2 separate regions of the Mus musculus genome follow, and region 1 is linked to region 2. Evidence: chromatin contacts called from public HiChIP or PLAC-seq data. All regions are on one chromosome and are shown on one strand. Each heading gives the region's core, a stretch centred on a gene start, on an enhancer-like site or on the middle of the called end of the contact. The rest is flanking DNA. Distances are from core to core; before and after follow the strand shown. Region 1 holds the start of Rhog (ras homolog family member G). Region 2 overlaps Nup98 (nucleoporin 98).

Evidence for each region. HiChIP or PLAC-seq counts read pairs in DNA pulled down with a chosen protein or histone mark.
Region 1: an H3K4me3 HiChIP or PLAC-seq map of bone marrow-derived macrophages shows a contact between it and region 2, with 2.6 times the contacts expected there. The contact joins the promoter of Rhog here to the enhancer-like site in region 2. A contact is called at or near these places in 8 of 39 promoter capture datasets (the C10 cell line, cranial neural crest, fetal liver and 5 more), 5 of 484 Hi-C or Micro-C datasets (bone marrow-derived macrophages, cerebral cortex, embryonic stem cells and 2 more), 8 of 115 datasets of contacts at active chromatin or transcription factors (the 230-238 cell line, the HPC-7 cell line, the SCID.adh cell line and 3 more) and 3 of 9 other capture datasets (adipose tissue, liver and pancreatic islet).

What each region holds. Positions count from the first base shown.
Region 1 is chr7:102,247,696-102,251,567 of GRCm38.p6, forward strand. Rhog (ras homolog family member G) reads right to left here and starts at 2,423. Exons shown (of 2, transcript NM_019566.3): 1 at 2,350-2,423.
Region 2 is chr7:102,152,225-102,155,627 of GRCm38.p6, forward strand. It overlaps Nup98 (nucleoporin 98), which reads right to left. Exons shown (of 33, transcript NM_001287164.1): 16 at 1,571-1,869; 17 at 912-1,025; 18 at 94-232. Among named protein-coding and RNA genes, the nearest start is that of Chrna10, 37 kb to the left of the region's middle. Within about 2 kb of position 1,462, at least 3 of the 459 cell types and tissues checked have an H3K27ac peak or open chromatin away from gene starts, as enhancers often do. A contact at or near this core is called in bone marrow-derived macrophages, where this site is marked.

The sequences.
Region 1 (3,872 bases), core at 1,173-3,672, 96 kb after region 2:
ATTTCCAATGGGGCCAGACCTTGCCTAAGAGAAAACCCCTGTTCCTGCCACCATTATCTCTGCTCTCAGAGCCCTGTGGGTTGCTTAGTTAGACCGAATACTAAATTAAGTACTGGTTTGTCGAGTGAGGAGTCAGGGCTCCTGAGGATTTTTATTGGGCTGTGATGCCGAGAAAATGCGCTGTGTGCACATCCTTTCCCGAGTGGGGATTTGATACGGATCCCTTGGATTTCCTCCGTGAGGCCAAACCTCTGCACCTCCCAGAAACGAGAGTAGGAAAGACAGGTGGAGAAGGGCAGGCCCAGAGGAAGGAACAATTGATGGGAGAGGGACAACTGTGAGGTGGTAAGAGGATAGGAAAGGGAAGGAGCCTAGCTCTTAAATTTAGCTGTGCTCAACGATTCCCCAAATGTGACATTTGCTCTCCTTCACTTCTTTTTATTCTCGTGGAATGAAGTTAATACAGAGAGCAGAGAAGGCAGACACAAACAGAGTCTGAGCATGTAATCCGAACGCTGAGAGGCAGGGGTGCTAGGATGGAGACAAGCACTTATGGGGCCAGGACAGACTACGTTAGACTGTGGAGAAGCCCCTCAGAGAGCGGGAATAGAGAGCACAGCTCGGTATGAAGAGAACATCAAGGATGCTTAAAGACAGGAGGGTCAGCACAACTCCCAGTCAAGGCTCTGATACACATCAGAAAATGTAGATACCCAACCTCTGCAGTTCCCACCAAGCACCAGGGACGAAAGACAAACACCTTGCCTCACATCCCCTTCCTGATCAAAATTTAAAAACCAGTAGAGACTTAAGTTAGACTCGTAGCACTTTTCCCTCCAGAATCTTGCCTCTGCCCCCTTCCTTTTCCTAGCAGGCCAAATGGCCCAACCTACTCTCCCCACTGGTTGGAACCAGTAAGTGCTAGGAGACAGGAACCTTAAAGCTAGTTCCCCCTGACCCCCCTCCCACACAACACACCACTACACACACACTCCTAGGCTGCCTTCCTAAGAATCAGGGTAGTTTGATTTCCCATGGACTTTCTCACTAATCTTATTCTTGTGTCACCCAACCCTGCCTGCTACAGACTGCTTCCCCTTGCCTAACCACAGTGTCACCCACCGCAGGTTCCCTTCATTCTGCCGGCTTCTGCTCTGGGCCTTCTCAAGGCTGAGGGCAGTTATTTTGTCTCTAAGAGATAAAGAACACCAAAACTTGCATGTTCACGGGCGTGTGCACATGTTTAATCATCTCCATCATCGGGAGGTTGCAGCCAGCATCTCTAAGCTAAAGACGTTTGAAAAAGGCTCTCAAACTCAGCAAGTTTAAAGCAGTTTCTGACACCAAAGCTAGATTACAGACCAAGGGAAGGAGACGGACTGAGGGCGGCAGGGAAGATAGAAACAAAATGGGGAGATATGTGTGTGGTAGTCAGAGGCTGAACAACAGGCAGGGCAGGGTAAATGCGAGATCAGGGCCTGGGTACATCTATGTGGTTGGGGGAAGAGCCGGAAGGAGGCGAATGTGGTCGACACTATGGCGAATGTGGAAGACAGTATGGGGAGTTCAGGTGAGGGAGAAGACGTTAAGAGCTCTCAATCATTACCGAAAGCCAGTACTCCAGCTGCCTCTCAAAGTCATGGAAGTTGTCAGTGACTATCGGTATAGTGGCCCTTTCCTTCCTCAGTTTATCCTCAAAATAAAAAAGGCCAGATTGAGTCTGATAGACACAACAGACGTGTTCACTAAATACCCGCTGTTGTATGGGACAGGAATAAAGAGGTTGGCTCAGAAAAATACAGAGAGGGAATGGGGATTCCCCCACCGAGTCCTCAGCAGCAACAGTGTAGCAGCTATGGACTGGCTCCGACCTTCCCGGGTGAGACTTCAGAGGCCTCAGACACCGCCCCCCACCCCCAACCCCAGCCTCACAAATGTCACAACTGCAGAGCAGAGAGCGCGCCTTCTGCAGCCCAGAGGCCCTTTCCTTTCACACACTACTGAACAGCCCCACAACTTCTGAGGGCACCCCACCGCAGAGTCCCAGCCTCACAGCTCAGCGCTTTCCCACTTCCGAGCCTCTCACGGTTCGGATCTCAGTGGTCCCTCGCGGACAGCAGGAGCTCGCGCTGTCCCTCGGATCCCACCCTCAACCCGGCCACCAGCGATCGGGTCGCGGTGGCCGCTGTCCCCGCCCGGCCTGCCGCGCCCGCCCAACTTGCAGTGAACGAAAACCTCCCGCCCTCGGCCTCCCTCCTGCAAACTTCCCGGCTCCCGGGTACCCAGTCCGGGCCAGCTTGAACTCCTCTTCCCAGGACCCCTGCCCGACGGGCTCGACCCGGGCCTCACCTGGTGCCCTCCCCGCGGCGGGGGAGCTGGGGGCGGCGGCGGCGGCTCTGGGCTCAAGAAGGAAGTGAGAACTGGAGGCCGGAGGAAGTGGGGGGGTGGGGGCCGGGCCGGCAGGGCCGGGGCGGGGCGCGGGGGCGGGCCGGCCGGGGCGGGGCGGACTAGGAAGTCGGAGGCCTCCCCCACCCTCCAGCCTCGGGTTTTCTGCAAGCTTTGCCCTCCGCACAGTCCCGCACACCCTGCTTCTCTCCACTCTTCGCCCCGTGAGCCCTGAGACCCCTTGAGTCTGGCCTCTCAAGGTCAGGTCTCCCCGCTTTCACTTGGCATCTCCCCCCCACCCCCCAGCAGGGGCCCTAAGCTAGGCGCTGGGCATTTGTTCTCTTCCTAGTATCTCACTCCCCGCCCCGCAGCCTCCGCGGGAAGGCTGAGAAATGCCTTCCGCTCAGCCCGGGAATCTAGAGGTAGCCGCGGCTGGCTAGGGGTTAGCCGGAATGGGTCAGGCTGGGGCAGTCCCCACCCCTGCCCTGAGCCTTGGGAGAATGCTGGGTGGTGGTGATTCAGCAGTGGGAAGGTCCCAGACCCCTGGGGAGGGTGGGGAGACAGAGGTGGGGGGAGGGCAGCTGCCGTCAGCACCCCGGGAAAAGACGTGATCAGCAGAGATGCAGGCGGAGCCGCGCGGGCCCCCAAAACAGGATGTCGTGTCGTGGTTCCGCACCTCGCAGCTCCGCGGGGCCCTGGGGAGGGGGCGGGGCGTGGGAAGACGTGGGGCTCTTCTTGTTCCCTGATCTCGCCCTGGCGCGCGGCTGTTTGGAGCGGTAGGACCGCGCCCAGGCCTGAGGTCCGGCTTGGGCCCTGGAGACCGGCGAGTGGACGGCCTCGAGGGCGCCCTCTGGTGCTTCTAACCCAGGCCTTGGGCGCAGTTTTCCTGGAGAATCCACAGTCTTGATTCTTTTAACAACTTTCTGGGTGCTCTACCACGTGCAGAGCTCCGCAAGGTACAGTGAAAACAACACAAGATAAACACCCCGTCTTACAGAGGACCTCCAAATAAAGTGGATCAGGTCTGACAGGTAGTTTAATGTTTCCAAGTATCAGTTTTTTGTTTTGTTTTGTTTTGGTAAAATCAACAAAAAAAATTTCTCCACCCAGAGGATGTGAAGATTACAGAATAGGTATCCGTGCTGTGGTACTGTATAGAAAGTCAAGTTAGGACAATCAAACTCAGGCTGGTCAGTGACTGACTAAACGAGTGTTCTCAGATTCCAGAAGCCTGTTCTCATCGCACAGGCAGTTTGTGGACCCCTTACTTCTTCTTTGGCCCTTAGGCAAATTCCTCCCAATGGGAAGAGAATAAATTGGAGGGGCTAGGGGAAATTTGGGAGGGCAGAACTAGTGTTTGGTATTTAATGGGAAGAGGTTTGTGAGTCCCAAAAATAACAGGGTCCTTAAGTGAGGTTTGTAAATCCCCAAAATAACAGGATCAGATTCAAGTGACTTCAATGAAGCTATTAAAAATACGTTCCAAG
Region 2 (3,403 bases), core at 212-2,711:
CTTTCAAATAAGAGTAGACAAACAATAAAAGTTTATAGAAAGACTGTGTTTTCAGGAAAAAACTCCAATTTCTGTATATAAATAAATTCATACCTATTTAGCCCTTCACCCACAGGTGGCTTTTGGTTATCATCTACATAGACAATAACTTCTTTCCTTCGGATATGCACAATATCATCCAAATTTAGATTTGTCAAATTCACATCTCCTTCAAAATAGATTGAGCCATATCCTAAAATTCAGAGCAAATGGTTAAAAAAGATCCTTCATAAAGGAGCAAAAATCTCCTTTAATCTGTAGTAATTAGGAAGGGAGAACATGCAACCTTTAATATCAGTATTTTAAACCTTCCAGAAATTCTTGGAGTAGCTTTCTGTCTCCTAAAGATGGCAAGAGTGGGGACCGAGGAATGGCATTATATAGTTATCAGATATAACATCTCCACTTTACATTTCTGGTGTCTTCAAATCTTCCCCAGTATCTCCAGTGCCAGTGTATGAACAACTTGGTTCCTCGTCTGCTACATAAACTAAAATACTTGAGCCCATTCAAAAGACTACTTCACAGAGTAAGTTTATTTAAAGAAAATTACCCATAACAATTTAATATAAAATTGATCACTGTATTAAAAACTTAGTATATCTTCAAGTTTAATTATGGAGAATTATGGGAAACATAATTACCAGACTCAAACAGGTATGTCTAAGCCCCCAAATTCTACATGGTTTTAGTCTTCCTTGCTTTATTACTTGTCAATGTTTCTATTAGTCTAAGTCAGGAAAGAACCAAATACAGGGGGGAAAAAAAAACCCAACAAGAACAAAAAACCAGACTCTAAAACCTAGAGTTGCCCTTAATAACATAGGCAAGGTCCAATCTCTAAGTTATATGACTTTTAAACTCACACTTACCTTTACGACCAATGGTGAAGTCAGAAACAATGCATTCTCCCTTCTCGTTGGTAATTTTAGCAAGGTCATCCATAGATGGGATAGTGTAATAACCAACTTTTGTGAGAACAATGCCTATGACCAAAAGTCAAAAAATATTGTGATTATACTTGAGTAGAACAGTTACCAGTTCTATTAATTTTATTTTCATATAACAATATGAGACAGGGTCTTATGTGTCAGTATGGCGTTGTAGTTAAAACAAAGCCAAGACCCTGAGCTTCTGAGCAACTTGCCTCCACATACTCAACGCAGAACTTGGGGTGCAGAGGCAGAAGGGTCACTGCAAGTTTGAAGAAAGCATGAGCAAGACCCAGACTCTATTCCCACAAACAGAAAAACAAAAACATTTTAAATGTAATATAGTCTACTAAACTTTGCTTAACCTAAGATTTGTAGATTTTATTTACCATAGAGTCCTCTTCTTAAAAGGAATACCCATAACATGGTAAGTCTCCATAGAATACACTATGGTAAGGTCTTACTAATAAACAATCCACTTGAATTTACAAAGTTAGGAAGATAGGACAGTCTCTTAGGCTATAAGAAGTGGACTCTTTTGACCACATTGCTGTAATTAAAAACTGTTTCAAAGATATAAAAAAGTATGTGAATCTGACCTGCTGGGTGTATGTGGTAAGCATTATTTTCTATCTCTTCTCGGTCATCTTGCAATGACTCATCATGGAATGACGTCTCTTCACTGCTTCCTTCCAATCCATTGCGCAAAGCAGCACGCATGTTCAAGGCAACAATGGTATCTTCCACATTGCTGCTACTGTTATTTTTGTTTCCAACACTCTCTGGAGTTTGTGGAATGGGTTTGGCAATAGGATTAGTGTAAAATCGTGATACAAGAGAGTCATCTTCTCCATCCTGCTGATTGTTCTCATCAACAGGTTTGCTCAGGAAGCTAAATCTGATAACGGAGAAAAAAATACCTTAGTCTTTGGCAATAGAAAAGGTGATGACAGCAGTTAATTTTTATTAAGGATCTGACATTACACCAGATGATTTAATAAATCCTTATAGCAGCTGTGTGAGATAGGATGTAATTACTACCTCTTAACCTGTAACAGGAAAACCAGATCAAAAAAAAAAATTTTGTGTAATATCACAAAGTTGTGAGTACTATCTAGAATTGAAGTTTTAAAATAGAAAAATCTAGGGCTAGAAAGATGGCTCAGTGGTTAAGAGGATGTGCTGCTTTGTATAGAGAATCCTGGATCAATTCCCAGCACAGACATGGTGGCTCCCAACAATTTGCAACCTAGTTCTAGAGGGTCTGATACCATCTCCCGGTCCCCTAAGACACCAGGCACACAAGTGTATACAAATATACATGCAACCAAAACACCCATGTACATAAAATAACAAACGAAAAACCTCAGAAAATCTAGCTCTAGGTTTCATAGCCTTGACTGCTCATTTTCAAAGGAATAAATCTGAGCAACCCCCTCTCACTCTGTGGGTGTGTTGGAGATCAAACTCAGATCTTCAGGTTTGATGACAAAGGCCTTTACTTAGCCATCTCCCCAGCCTTGATTTTGATTAAATCTTAGACTAAACACAAAATACTTGCTGCTATGTGAAAATAAATGATTAATGGTTAATGTCAAAATAAACACTGAACACTGGCTGTTTTTTCAGAGACCCAGGGTTTGATTCCCAACACTGACATGGAAGCTATCAACAATTCTAACTCCAGTTCCAGTGGATTTCACATAAGTGGACTCTATAGGCATTGTATGCACACAATGCACATACATACTTGTAGACAAAACACTCATATATATATAAAATTTTTAAAAATCTCAAAATTTGAATTTAAACTAATATTATAAACACAAGAGGTTTGGAAATACTTTAATGAAATATCAAATTACAAATTAAAAAATAGATGGCCCACTATTTTGAATAAAGGAATACCAAATAATCTCTGAAATTTCACTAATGGAGAGCTAACTAAACTATCTTATATTCATCACAATGACCACAAAGACCATTAACGATGGGGAATCAGGGCTGGCAAGAGGGCTGAGTGATGAAACAAAGCCTAAATGACTGAGTCTAATTCCTGGGGCCCATTTCCTGGAAGGAGAGAACCAACCTCTAAACCTACCACCACTGGCTGTTTCTTTCTCTCCTTTTCTTTTTCATTCATTCATTCATTCATTCATTCATTCTGTTTGTTTGAGACATAGTCTTTCTACATAGCCCTAGCTGTCCTGACCTCCATATGTAGACGAGATGACTGTCCCTCTCTGCCTCCAAGTGCTGGAAGTAAAGGCATGAATCACTATGCCTTTTTGTTTTCTAAAGTTTCACTAATTTTATGTGTGTGAATGTTTTGTCTGCATGAATTTATGTGCACCATATACATACCTAGTGCCTACAGTGGTCAGAAAAGGCATCAGATCCCCAGGAACTAGAGTTACAGGCATATATGAGCA